Regions from separate parts of the Anser cygnoides genome. Here region 1 is linked to region 2. Evidence: chromatin contacts called from public Hi-C data. All regions are on one chromosome and are shown on one strand. The core of a region is the stretch at or near the end of the contact, and the rest is flanking DNA. Distances in the headings are between cores, read along the strand shown.

Region 1 (7,575 bases), core at 249-2,748, 130 kb after region 2:
ACTACATACAGGAAGGAATGTCTCTGTGACTGAAATCGGCGACCACAGGGCTGAACGTTTGTGTGACAGAGCAGGATAACATTTTAGAAGGAGGGAAGGACAGATCACCCAGTTAAAGTTTATCTCAGCAAAGCAACGCTTCAGCCTAGGACGTGACAATAACTACTATCAGCCTTTTCTGGCCATGCCCAGCATCACAAGGCAGCACTGTTACAAACAGGGCTGAGGAGGAAGGGGAAAGGGTCTCCACTCTGCCTCGGTGCAGCTGCTCTGAGCGCTCCCAGCTCCGGCCCCGTGGCTCAGCCCCGGCCGTGGCACAGCACCGCACGGACACCGGCTGCACCGTGCCCGCCGAGACGTGGGCACCTCCCTGCCGCCAGCCTGGAGGTTTCTTGGAGTTTCTCCTTTCCCTTCATCACGCTCTGCTACGAGACTTCCCCCCTTATCTGTGTGACTTCAGCACCGAGGTGTGGAAACGTTACGTATCCCAAACCAGCCTCCGGCAGCATGGGCCCCCTCCTCAGCTCTGCGCTGAATTACCCCAAATCACATTAATTCATTTTCGTAAGGTGCCTTTTCCATATAAGCAGCAATTGTAGTTGTAATTGGGAGGAGCAATTATCATCACTGAAGGCATGGAGAGCAGCTCTATTGCAGAGAACTGCTCCTTCTGTGATGATGTTTTCCTGAAAGACAGGCACCTGCTGGAAAACACGCTGAGTGCTACTTCAATGATTAATCTTTCAGGGAAATTATTTTTCCTGTGCACACTAACATGATCAAATTGCTGCTGAAAAGCACGTAGTAAAAAAGAACCCCTCATTCTCAATCCCTTCAAATTATACGTCTGCTTGCATTAGAAGGCCAACATGCAACACTCATCTGCATCCTGTGCACGTTTAAAGAAGGATAAACGGCGTGAGAGGAACCCCTGAGCTATGCGGGTAGTTAAGACTGAACACCCAGCAGAGAGAAACCCCTCACATTTCTGTGAAATAGCTTGGACGCAGCGCTGTCTCAGGGACAGAGGAGCGTGGCATTGTGTAAGCCCTTTGCCACCGTTTCAAGGAAAAAAGATTACATGAGCAAAAGGTTCGCGGGTGCCAGGGCGAGGAGCAAAGTCTAACGCTCCTCGTCACGTTCGCTCCCCGGGGTCACTGAGTTCTCCTGGTTCCTGGGCAAAATCAGAGCGCTTGCAGGCAGCAAGGGGGCCCGAACTCAGCCCAGGTGATCTTCCAAAGATTAGACGAAGCCCAGGATGTGATATTTCTGTCGATCGATGTTAACAGGTTCCTGAAATCGCATGTCATTAATCTTGATCTCCAGCAAGCTGACAGGGGAGCAGGTATCTCAAACACTTCTCTGTCCCCTCCGCTGGTCCTGTGATGCACCCAGCTGGATTTTTTTTCCAGCCTGCCACCGTCTGTGGTGTTAAAAGGAAAATGCAGACGACCTCTTCAGCGATGAGTCATACAGCGGATCAAACAACGAGCCGTGCTTTCCCTAAACCACGTCAGAAAAGCTCACAAACAAGAGAGATTTCCCCGGAGTGCTGAATTTAAAGATATTTATTGGCCCACAGTTCCCGGCCAGCTCCAGCAGCAGGTAACGGGTTTGGGGCCGGAGGGCTGTGCAGGTGGAGGAGCCCAGCTCGTGGAGCTCCCCGTCTGCCCTGCCTCGGCCGGTGCAGTGACGGGGGCGCAAGGACGGGTGGAAGGAGAACACCAGCTTGCGCAGCGGCTGAGCGCAAGCCACACGGGGCAGCACGGTGTCTGGACACCAGACAGCAGGTCCCCGCACACCAGCATCTCCAAAACCAGGTGTCTGAAGGAAAAACTGTTGCTTCCACTCCAGCACCCTGGGGAGCTCAGGGCGAGGCTGCACCAGGACGAAGAAGCTGGTTCTGCGTGGCAGCACCACCGCCAGGAGCCGTGCGCCACGTGCAGCACAAACACCGCTCGCTCCCATCAACGGGGGTGAGGCATCGTGCTTGCAAGGAGCTTCTGCCCCCCAGTTGTGCTGAGGGAGGTATAAACCCTTTGTGGCGGAAAAGATTATCCAGAAGGTAAGAAGAAGCAAAAGTGAAGAAAAGCAGAGGCTGAGCTCTCCAAACGTCAACTGGGGGACAGAGCAGCCAGCAGACGAAATAAGAGAGAAATCCACCTGCCGAAGGACCTAAAAACCCCCACATCGGTCCTTGATCTTTGCACCCGACGGTGCAGGTTTCTAAGCCGGTCTGTGCCTGGCAGGCCCTGGCGGTGTGCCGGCAGCACTCCCGACAGCGGCCCCGCCGCGGCCCCGGCAGCGCAGAGCTGCGCCCTGCAGCGCCTTCGGCCGCGACGTCCGGTTGTTTCCAAACATTTTCTGCCCAAGGCTGAAGTCCGAAAATAAGCTCTGTAAGCCTAACAAATCAGTGTCAATTGCCTGTGTAATCTCAGACGCAGCTACCAGCCAACACTGAATTAAAGTCGCTATCAGCCAAGGAACTGGAAGTGTTTCATCTGCAGAGGATGGGAGATGAACGGCAGGATCGGAAACCATGCCTTTATTTTATTTCCTCCTTTTTAAAAGGCTGAGATTGTGTTTCGCTTCATGATTTTAACAGCTTCAGTGAAGGATTCTTCGCTGTGGTACTTAATTTGTTCTTATTGCTACAGGAGCAGGACAGCCGAGCTGCCGCAGCACTGCCGAGGCAGAGGAGCCGCTCTGCAAACCACCCATGCCGAGGTCCCACCTTGCCGGGTGCCAGAGCAGCGACCTGGGGCCGGGAACCCAGCTCTAGGGCACCTTGATAACCCTCACAGGGACCGCAGAAGGGATGACAAAAGCACTCTGCATAACAAAACACGAGCAAAGTGCCAAAACACCGCTTATAAGGAAAAACTGATACGGAACAAAGTGGCGTATTCCTGTGTTAACCCTGCTTGTTTCACAATATCCACTCGGTTCCTGGGTCACACTTGACCCAGGTCAGTTGTGGGCAAAAATGTGGGCATTTAACAGCAAAAAAAAAATCATTATAATTATCTAATCTACTCTCTTGCGTGATCCTGTGTGTTGAACATGATAATTTCTGCGTTACGCATAGCTTTGTATGATGAATCTCAGTGAAAGTTTTAGAAAGGTATTCTACTTCAAAGAACAGATTTCAAATAATGGAAAATTCACTGCCCCACTTATCTCCTTCTTACGGCTAAATTGCCCTCGGTATTAAAAAATGTGCACTCTGCTTCAGTTCTGAACATGCCTAGCTGCAACTTCGAGCTCTTGGATCTCACCGTGCCCCTGTTTCACCGAGCAGACTCCTGCGGCCGGTACCCCTGCTGTGTTCAGGGCTCCTGAGCCCCCTCCACCTCTTCTGACCCAGATTTCCAGGCACAGGCCCCCAGCTGCGCGCCCCTCCTGCGCGGAGCAGCTCTGCGCGGGGCGGGCAGAGCAGGCGGCTCAGGAACAAACCCCGGCCAGCGAGCGAACCTCTGAGCACCAGCAACACAGCTGCAAACACAGCCGGCGCTGGGAAGGCTCAGCGCTTGCCAAATAACCCCAGGCACCTTGCTGCATTTAAGGATGGTTAGGACAAATCCTGCAAGCCTGCATGGCTGGAAAGCTGCCCCCGCTCATCCCGTGATGCGCGAGCGACCCGCACTCCCACAGCCCTCTCACCGCCTTTCAGACCGTGAGCAGCTGTGGCCAGGAGCAGGAAGAACCGTGCTGTCTGGGAGCCCCAAAAGCAGGGCTCTTTCTGTGTCCCAGCTCTGGACAGGGGCAGCGTCTGCTGCTTCTCCTCGGCTGCCCTGGCTCCAGCTGCTGCCCCAGCCCTCGTGCTTCAGCCCACAAACACAGGAGACTGCAGACCGTCAGGAGGAAAGCTGAGAAAATATTGCTTCTCATGAGGGTAAACAGCTACAGAAATAAATAAACGAACTCGGTTCCTCTTCCAGGCAAGCTGAGGACAGTACACGAAGGACCTGGCAGCCAGGTGACTCCAGCATCTACCAAACATCTGCTGAGTTATCAGCAAATAAACTGATTAGGCTGAAATTTTCCAAAAGCAGATGCTGATATTGAGGGTTCCACTGACAGCTGTGGGACACACTATTTCCAGCGTACACGTCGGTACCACCACCACTTCCTAAATCCACACGTGTTGTTAGGACATCCTCCAAAATGGGAGCGCATGGACCTTAACGGGAACTCAATCAGAGGCAGGGAAGCCCCAATGTTTGGAGAGTCAGAAAAGCAAACAGCAGCCTCTCTGCTGCGTTGCAGTTTTCAGCGAGGGGGCGAGGGGCTCACGCCAGCCTCGTGCTGCTCACTCAGCGCCCAGGTGAGCCCCGGGCAGTGCCCGCTGCCAGCCCGGCTCCTGCCCCTGCTGCAGCATGGGGACGGCCGGGGACAGAACAACGTGAGGCAGCAGCGTGTGCGACGGGAGGGCACGCTGACTCCTTCACCTAGGTGTCTGGAGCCAGTTAGTGACAGAACTGGAAAGACGATCTCCAACATTTTTAAACTGCCGTGGTACCTAATCCGCAGAAAAATGCAGAGCCTGCTGGCTGAGCTTGTTGTGTCTGGGAAAGGAAAAGTGCCCGTGGGCGTCCAGAGAGGATCGTCTGCGGAGGGCACGGGCTCTGCCCCACACACTGCAGCGCCTCGGCAGCCGGGGACAGCGGGGATGGGGGACGTGAGGCGGGGAAGGCCCCGGGGGACGGGGCAGCAACACCACACCGCGCCGACGCAGCCCCCGAGCCCCGCTTTCAGCCTGGGATGCCAGGCAGTCTTTGCACTCCCTATCAGCACGATAGTGCAGGAAACTGAGGCACTATCCTCTTACAGGACGCATCTTTCATCGATACCAACGCAGCTGCATTTCGTGGCGCAGGAATTACCGGCTGGCAGCGACCGTTAGGGCAGAGGCGGCCGCGCGGCACTTACGCTTCTCGTTGGGCTGCGCCGTGTGGAAGAGGGTCAGGGGCCGCTCGCTGCACGAGGGAGGCTTCGAGTCCGTGCTCTTCTTGCGAGATAGCAGTAGCTGTGAGTTCGACGGCGGGGTCTCCGGCACAGTGTTAAATATCTGTGAAAAATAATAAACAAGTTTCCTTGGCATTGCCCGCTCGGGCAGAACAGCTCTCCACCTGCCTGGTCTGCAGCGCCCCGCTGTCACGCCAAGGAGCAGCATCGACAGAAGACCCACAAAACAAGTAACGTTTGGGTACAATTTCCGAAATTCTGCGTTTCCACCCTGTTTGCACTCTTGCGGAATTTGATTGACCCTGGTACTATGGTAGGCTTTTTTAGTTTTCAAGGCTCTGCGGTGCCCTTGCAGGTGTTGGTGGGAGAGTGCCCAAGGGAGGAACAACCAGCGTGCGCCTGTCCTTGCCACAGGCTCGGCGCCCAGTGATGCAAACCAGCTTGGGAAAGTCTTCCCAGCTTCCAGCCACAGCTGTCAGAAAACTGAGTAATCACATTTTTCTCAAGGGGATGGAATTTTTAAACTGCATGAACCTAATGAGCAGCAGTTCTGTTTGCCGTTGATATTTGGTTATTTATTGTTTTTCTGTAACCCCGGGCTCAGACAACACCAGTGTTCAACACCAGTTCTCCCAAGGTCTCCCTTTGCAAGAACGGCTGAGACACACCAGCCTTCTGAGTCTTTTCTGGCCACGTCCGGCACCGCCAGGGGTACCCGGGGCTGCCTGGTGCCGAGTGGCGCTGCCGGGGCTTGCCAAAAGGAGAACTGCTCCTGAGAGCCGCCCAGTGCCCTGTGCCACGGTGGGTGCTGCCCCAGCAGGCAGCAGAGAGCTGCAAGATGCTGCTCACCAGCCAGAGCGAGCCGCTGCCAGGAGCTAATTGCTTTGTTTCGTGTAACAGCAACATAATCCTCAGGCGCACATGAGTAAACCCTCCGTGCTGCTTCTCACAAATAAATGCTAAATTGCCGAGATGCTTTAGCCAAATATTGGAATGTCACATCTCTCCCAAAAAGCACGGAGAGGCAGGCACGGCCCCTTGTAAAAAAACTGACAGACTGTTCTCAGCAAACCCAACACCTCGTGGTGGAGGGCACCTCGAAAAGCGCTCCAGGCAGCCCTCCTGGGTGGGGGTGCTCGCTGCCCGAGCCCCGCGGGGGTTTGAAGCCCTGGCACTGCGTGAGGCAGAGGAAGCAGGGAGGAGGCGCCACGCACGGCTCCTCGCAGGCCCCGAGACAGGCACCCCTGAAGCGAGCACTGGAGGCTGTACGTAGCCGGACACGCCGCAGACAGATGGACGGATTATGTAGCGCTGCGGCCGACCTTCCTCCCGCTGGTCTCATTCGCACATTCCTCCCGGGCCCACGGATCGCCCGAGCACAACCGGCCCAAGCCGCGCTTTCTGCACGCAGCCCCGCTCGCTTCCACCGCGCCTGCTCTGCCGAGCCTGCCCGTGGCCGTCCCTGCCCCGTGGGAGGCCGGGGACTGGTGGCAGCCCAGGCGCACGGGCCCGGTGCCGTTTGCTCACCGGGCTGTGCCGCCAGGCAGCCGCTGGGCTCCAGGGGCCTGGCCCCGCTGCTCGGCCCCGAGGCTGGAGCCGTTCCCTCCGCGCTGGGCAGGGTGCGGGACGCTCGGCAGCGGGCACCTCACCTGCCTGCACCCTGCTCTCCAGGCCCAGAACGGCCACTTTCTGCTATTAAATGCTTTTCAGATTGCTTGGGAAAATGATGAAATATATAATCAAAGCAAATAAACACGTTCATTGATGAATTGCATCTCACAGCACATTTGAAATTAAACTTCCAGGTTTTTGCTTCCTCTTTTCGGTCTTCAATCAGAGACGGTATATCTGCATTAAAATTACAAACTCGGTGCCTAAAGCCAGCCTCAGCTTATAAGGAGCTTGTGTTGCTCAAAGCAGCTGCATGGAACAGTCCAACTGAAAAGCTTCAGCGTGTGATATCTTACACCCTCCAACCCACCACAACCAACTCTATTTCAGTTACAGTGTCTGACCAGCCCAAATGTTCACCCTACAGACAGCCCACGCCTCCCCTTGTGCCTGCAGCCGCGGAGACACGGAGATGCTGCTCCAGCGGGGCAGGGACCGGCACCCGGAGCCGTGTCCTGCGTGACACTGCCCTCGCCGCCTCCCCTCCGCCGCCCTTCCCAGCGCGGGCTTTGATGTGCTCGCGCTGCACTCGAAGCGCTCGGTTTACGGCCTCCGCTTCACTCACTGACGCAACTGCAATTGTAAAGGCTCGGTAAATATGCTGCTTCCTGCTACCTTATAAACTTCTTTTATTAAGGCACGAGGTCTTTTATGCCTCTTGTGCAGCTAAGATTAAAGCCCTGAGGGCTGCGCCAGCCTGCTGTCCTGGGCTGGCATGGCTGGGCATGGCTGGACACGGCTGGGCACTGCAGGACACGGTTGGGCACAGCTGGACATGGCTGGGCACTGCAGGACACGGTAGGACACGGTAGGACACAGTAGGACACGGTAGGACACGGTAGGACACGGTAGGACACAGCAGAAGCACCAATGCTCTGCTGCCTGGGGAGGGCAGGGCTTGGAGCGACGCCGCTCGGTGGCAGTGGCACGGCGCTG
Region 2 (6,732 bases), core at 2,809-5,308:
ACGACTACCTTGTCGTTCTGGGCTGCAAAAAAAAAAAAAAAAAAAAGGCGAACTTGTTTAGAAATCAGAAGAAGCCAAGCCTTTTTATGTGAAGGCCACTGCTGTGTCTGGGTGCAGTACTTGGGTCCGTTATGGGGCCCTCAGCACCAAGGGAGCTCCGGGCCCCTGCAGCAATCACCAGTTTGCTCAGAGGTATGACTTACATGAGAGTAGGGTTTGAGAAATCACGTTTTGTTTTTTTTTTTTCAAAGAAACCAAACTGGGCTGTCTATATTCTAAAACTATTTAAGTGTATAGCAATTAAGTATGCACTGTAGAAAGAGCTATTTCAGTTGCAGAGTTAAGTCTCCTCTTGTTTATCTTGTTGGGCTATTGCCCATTGACAGACTATTGCCATGATTCATCATAACTTCACGTCTTGGAAAAGGTCTTTGCAGAAGCAGGAGTTGTGCATCAAGCCAGGTTCGAGCTCACCAGTCACGCATGATTTGCTGACAACATCCTGATTTGGCAAATATGAATTTCAATTATTGTAGCTCCTCAAAGGAAAAACAAATCTGAGATCTAGGTCAAAGATCTAGATTCTATCAAGTATTCCCACCACAAATAAAGTTTGTTAAGATACTGATTTAAATCATCTGTTCTTTTCATCTTTTTTTTCCAGGTCTAATTAGTGTCTCTCTAAACCCTTAGAATACATACAAATATGTATTACATGTTTAAATATATGTACATATGCATATATGTACCTATAATTTAGCTGGGCAAGAGCCTTTACAAGTATCCTACTACTACTATAAGTTTGGGGGGAAGGAAGGAAGGGAGGGCAGGCGAACTTCTACCAAAGGAAAAATTCTAGTATACGACCTGCAGAAACAGACCATGTTGGCTGTTAAAATTTATCGAAAAGCCCCTCTCTCAATGAATTGTGTACATTCTGTCCCTGAAAGATTTTAGAGCAACAGTGACCTTAGAAAGCTTTTGAAGAGAAGCCTTTTATATTTGAATTGGTATCCTGACATGTAATGAAGAGGTTGCCATGGCAGATATGTATTTTTGATGGAATCAGAGAAAATAAGTGAATAAACCATGTATGTCTGATTCATAAATTACTACTGCTCAAGGCAGTAGTAACCCCTGTTTACTGATATGCGACCAAAGCTTTTTCAGTGCAAAATCAAAAAAAAAAAGGAAGAAAGTGTATTAGACTAACTGATAAATTTAAGTAGTAATTTGAACCCAGTTAGGCTTCCTTTACCTTGCAGCTTTAGAAATATTTAACTACCATACCAAAAAAAAAAAAAAAGCTTTCCATGTAACCTCACAGAGAACATCAGCACCGATGGGTCCTTTGTATCACACTACTTCTGTTGGGGGGGATCCACACCGTATATACCAATAGCCCAAGAGCACCTTGTATTTGGCACTATTACCTGATTATACACGCATAAATCTGCTTATATAATTCTACTTGAACAGCAGTGAATTGTTTTGCCAGCGATTTACACTCTCCTGAGACCTTGCAGACCTACTTTAAAAGCTGACTTAACTCTTTGCGCTCTCAGCTGCATCTAGTTGAAAGTATCCTCACTTTTTTAGCTAAAATGTTGGAGTTTTGTTTCATTCAAAACATTCCGGTCATAGGAAGTTAGAAATTTTTGGTGGAAACTGTAAATAAAAATGTCCAGTTCTTTCACTGTGCTTTTCTTCATTGTACCTTTGCTGATGTGCAGCTTTTAGTTAATGAAGCCCTGTGGCAGAACTGTTTGAGGCGTTATTGAAAGTGAAGGTATTCGGGCCTTATCTTAGCAGCAGAGTAGCTGGAGACCCAATTCCCCGAGGAGAAAAAGTACGATCTGGCCTCAGGCTGGGAGTTGTGGACTATAATTGCAAAAGCAAAGAAAGATTTAATAAATAAAACTGGACAAGAAAATGTATCTTTGGTGGGAATTTTGAACTTTTTCAAACTGCTGACATTTCATTTGGAGATCAGCCTCCCCCTGACAAATGGCTTGGCTGGGATGTTTATCGTCAGAGTTAGGGGGAAAATACAAAAGGCCCAGGGAGGAGGGGGACCCCGATGTCCCCGGGGAGAGCTGCAGGCGAGGGGCTAGGTCGGTCCCGGCGAGGTGCTGCCCTGCTGGAAGGTGGCCACAGAGCCAGCACCGGCCGTGTACAGCGTTCCCTAAGCCATGCCCTGACTTCCCCAGCCTTCGCAGCAGACATTGGGGGTGCTGTGGCAGCACCTGGGCAGAGCGGCTGGCTTTGCTCAAGGTCAGGCAACCTAGAGATGCCGTTCCTTGATTTTCACGGCTGCTATTTAACAATGCAACCTCAGGCCCTGTAACTCTGTATCGACGGCCGTTGGCTTGTTTTTCATTGCATCGCAGCGCTGGATCTCTTTCCGATCGCTTCGCTGTCCGCAGGCTGCTCGCTGTCCGCAGGCCGCGACGCTCCTTGCCAGGGCCTCCGGCCCCAGCTCAGCACCGTGAGGCTGCCCCTGGCCGGGGGCTGAGCCCCTCCTGCGGCCCAGCCCTGTCGAAGCTTTTCAACAGCTACACTGCCACAGCAGTGGGAGCGATGCTTGGTCTGGGCTTCCAGTTGCTCTTGCGCTAAGTAGTTTACACATTTTCTCAAAGGTCAGCTAGGCAATTAACTTAGTAGTTCACAATGTCATTCAGCAACTATTTAAACTCTCATAAATGAAATGACTGTACTCCAAATGTTCCTTCCCCGTGACCCTAGTGTACTTTCTCTCGATTAACTCTTTTTGCTGCTCAGGATGTGTTCCAGGCTGCAGGCCTGCGCGGCCCGAAGAAGGCGCCGCCGTTTCCACCTTGCTCGCGGGCACCTTGCAGGCACCCGGCTGCCTTGCAGGAGGCATCACCTGCAGTCACTTCTGTTCCGTGGGCTCTCGGTGGCTGTGGGGTGCCCTGTGCGTCCGCTCTGTGCGGACAGAGCCTGGCCCAAGGTCATGCTGTGAGGCTGAGGACAGAGCTCCTGCCCTCGGCTGCTCCTCTACAGGATAAAACCTCGGGTGTCGCATCCTGCCGACCTCGGCGCAGAGGCCGTGCCCCTGTCATTGCGCTGCGGGAAGAGGAGAGTTTCGGTTCTGCTTCCCTTGCCTGACCTAATCCATGCTGTAAAGCACGTGGTCCTGCAAACCTGTGCGCTCAGGAGTACACATTTTGTACGTAGAGAGAAAAAGCCTTGGATCTGATAGATCCATCTCCTGACCCTCCTTTATCCTCACGGCTGCTTTATGGTCCCGGTGTCACAGTGCCACCGGATCGCGCACACACGGAGCTGACGGTGCCACGTGGCGGACCCGCGCCTTCGGGGAGCAGGCGGCAATTAGCACAGCCCTGGGTGGACACACCGGGGCCTAAACCTCAGCTTTATCGTAATTAAGGATGCTCCATCTAGTATGAAGTGGGTTAAATAGCAAAGGGAAGAAGAAGGGTAAGAAAGGCAAAGTGTTGTCATCTGTTGTTGTTTTTTTTTAAAGAACGGAGATGTCCTCTAGAAAAGTCCCATACAATTTTACTTAATTTAGCACCGTAGTTGGTATGGAAAGTTTTCAAATAATCTATAAGCTTGTTTCGAAAATATTAAGTGCTCTTAATGCTCTGATTGACTTCCACAGGGCAGCAGTTTGCCTGGATGGTGGAAATTTGCTACTATTATGTAATTTACAGAGACCAAACTAGGTCGTAGGTGACGAATCCATTGTTGTGGTTTTCTGTGCTGGCCAGTGAACCAGAACTATTTACAAAAACCTCTGCCCCAAGTAAAACAGTAACAAATCAAGTATTTACACGTTCAACACATTCCATATTTACAAGTTCAACACGTTCCATATTTACACGTTCAACACTCTCCGTGTTTACAAGGACGGAAGGATCGCAGCGGTGCGCGCCGTGCGGCAGCGGGCGCTGTGGTGGGGCGTGCAGCGACCCCCACGAGGGCTGACACGCGCACGCACACACACACACACACACACCCCACTGCCGCTGCCCACGCAGGGCCTGGGGTCAGTGGAAATTTGCTCTGGGCTCACGGGGAAACGGGCAGCAGCCGCGGCACAGGCAGGGACGGCGATGGCCTGCGGCGCAGGAGGCAGGTACGGGGCGGGGGGAGCGAGCTCGCAGCACCGGGGGGTGACCACCCTGCGGCCACCCCCCGGCACAGCCTGAGATGGGGTCTGGGCACTGGGGGTGGTCCCAGGGCTCCTGGTTCAGAGCACGGGGAGTTAGGCACGGACAGACAGCAGGAGGCAGTGACCAAAGCCTGTTCAAGTCCGTGGGCTAGCAACCCGGTCTGGTGGGAGATGGCCCTGCCCATGGCAGGGGGTTGGAACTGGGTATCTTTAAGTTCCCTTCCAACCCAAACCACTCCAAGATATAATTTTCTCACTAGCTTGCTGCTTCTTACATATTGTGGGCAGTTCTAAACCAGGCCCATTAGGACTATTACCACTGCGTAACGGGGTGCATGGTCCATGAGTTTTTTCACAGAAGGAAGCAACGCCTTTGCCCCTGTCTTTACTCTGCTCTGGGGGTCCAGCCCTCCAAAACTGGACTCGATCTGTTCCTGCCTTTTTCCTTTTTCTGAGCATCTCTGCGAGACTTCCCGCTGCCTGCGGCCACAGCTCCGAGCCCCCAGGCGTGGGATCCATGGGGCAGTGGAGTGGGATCTGCGGTGGGAGCCCCCCGCGGGGCAGCGCAGAGAGGGGCTCGCGGGCAGAGGGGGGGCTCAAAGGGAGCACGTGGCCTGGGGGGAGCTGCCAGAGGCTAACAGGAGGCGTTTAACCTCATTGCAGAGCTTCATTAGAAAGGGGAGGATGAACCAGCTGCTACATAGATTAACCATTAGAAGGTAAAAGCGACACCACCAGCAGAATTATTAAAAAGACTCTTATCTGGTTAGTGGGAGATTGTTTCTGGTAACTGAGAAATTACTGCGTAATGGGAACTGCAGGTTTTCCTGGAATTCTGGATGTTGTACAAAAACAGTTCTTTTCAGACCCAGCAGACACAAGCTAAGTAAAATAGGTTTTTCAAGTGGAAAACTGCCAATTATTCCAGATTGTTGTGATAGTTCAGTGATTCACACAAGACTTCGGTAGACTGTTAGTGAGAACTTCTTTTTAAAATGCACGACGGGTTACAAAGAATATTTGTGAATAAAGCGTTTTCATTTTGAAGTAAGTCAGCTACGCTGCTTTTTCTTTGCAGCGTGCCCAGCGGAGCCTCCTCGCGGAGGCCAAGCACCAGGCGTCGCAGGGGAGGGCGTACCCGCAGCCGGGAGCGCGGCCTCAGCCACTCCAACCGGCGGCAAGCTAGCTCTAAAAACAAACACACACCAAAAAGTGGACACTGATGTATGAAAGCTTGTAATCTGTGTATTAAAGACAGAAAGGCAATGAAGTTCCTGTTTTTTCCTGCCGAAATCTTGTTGACGTGCAAAGCACGTGCAGGCTGCGAGGCGCGTTCCGGCAGAGTGCTCTTTGCGGAGGCCTGGCCCTCCTGGAACCCAGGCAGAGTAATGGAAAACTACCCCAAGTCTCTGAGATTAGGAAGAAAAAAATATATGCTTAAAAAAAGGGGAATTAGGCCGAGGTAAGCTACTGTGTATCATCATTTGATTTAATAATTGATAAGGAGTTGTGCTGGTTCAGCAAGTCTTTCTGAAGGAGTTTAGGACAGCGCTTAGGCGGCAGGATCACCAGGTGATGCTTCCTGTCTTTGGTCCTTCTTTTTCCACTTCTATTTGAAGAGTTGTACAGATCAGCGAGCACTGTTGCTTGACTATCTGAAACACATAGCGTAGTACTTTGAGAGTGAAAAAAATGAAGCGTATAAAGCATATGAGTATAACAGGAATACAGAAAATCTGACAACGCTAAGGGATGAAGATGTCCGTTGACCTGAGAGTTCAGGCTGTTAGTCATGATTTATAAATGCAAAACATAAAAGAACATATTTAATTAGTCTGTGATTACATATTAATTACTTTTCTGTGGCATATACGCCCAGGAGGAATAAAAGGTCTCAGAGCAGAATGAGTCTATTTCCTTTAAGGAAATGAAACTGAAAAAAAGATAGATGCGTGCCAGAGGAAGCTGAGATAGGGTTTGCTCTAGTTAGATTTTCTCAAATACTGTTTGCAAAAAAATTACCCAGTGCATAAAACAACTTTTTGTTTTAGTCCTTGTGAGTTAAGATTAAAGGCAAAGTGGAAAATTAATCTTGTGACGTATCAGCAAGAGAAAGAGTGAGAAATGTAGTCACCCTTGGTTTGGAAAGACTGCACTGAAGTAGGCCAGTTCTTCAGAAATGGATTGAAAGCTGTTTTGTTTTTTAACTCATTGATTCTTATTGATGCTCATTTTTCCCAGTTGTGACTTCTCAATGTGTAGGTAATGTCTAACCCATACCTGGTTATCTCTATTTCCTAACAGATAGCAGGAAGCAAGGCAGACTTTTATTACCAATACATACCACTGTTCTACAAACAGGCTACCTTTCTGGGTGCTGATGCCTTCTCAAAGGGACTCAGTATGGGGACTGGGTGACAACAGCTAACACATTTTGCAGAGATTCCATGTGAAGATACAGTAATGTGTAAGTCATGAATGCTTTCCAGGCCTTCCAGAGCAGGGAGCAGTTCTAGGACCACAACCAACACTTTACATGCAAAGCTCGTTCCAGAACTCACACTATTAACTGT

The links. A called contact is a pair of places that touch in the nucleus more often than the background predicts.
Region 1: a Hi-C map of liver shows a contact between it and region 2, with 10 times the contacts expected there. The contact joins two enhancer-like sites. A contact is called at or near these places in 2 of 7 Hi-C or Micro-C datasets (both in liver).

Annotation. Positions count from the first base shown.
Region 1 is chr14:1,292,808-1,300,382 of Taihu_goose_T2T_genome, forward strand. ARHGAP26 (Rho GTPase activating protein 26) reads right to left here. Exons shown (of 25, transcript XM_067005447.1): 20 at 4,933-5,071. It overlaps LOC136791896 (a long non-coding RNA gene), which reads left to right and starts at 7,019. Exons shown (of 2, transcript XR_010834941.1): 1 at 7,019-7,231. Within about 2 kb of position 1,499, at least 1 of the 3 cell types and tissues checked has open chromatin away from gene starts, as enhancers often do. A contact at or near this core is called in liver, where this site is marked.
Region 2 is chr14:1,158,818-1,165,549 of Taihu_goose_T2T_genome, forward strand. LOC136791898 (a long non-coding RNA gene) reads right to left here. Exons shown (of 3, transcript XR_010834944.1): 3 at 5,090-5,814. Among named protein-coding and RNA genes, the nearest start is that of NR3C1, 20 kb to the right of the region's middle. Within about 2 kb of position 4,059, at least 1 of the 3 cell types and tissues checked has open chromatin away from gene starts, as enhancers often do. A contact at or near this core is called in liver, where this site is marked.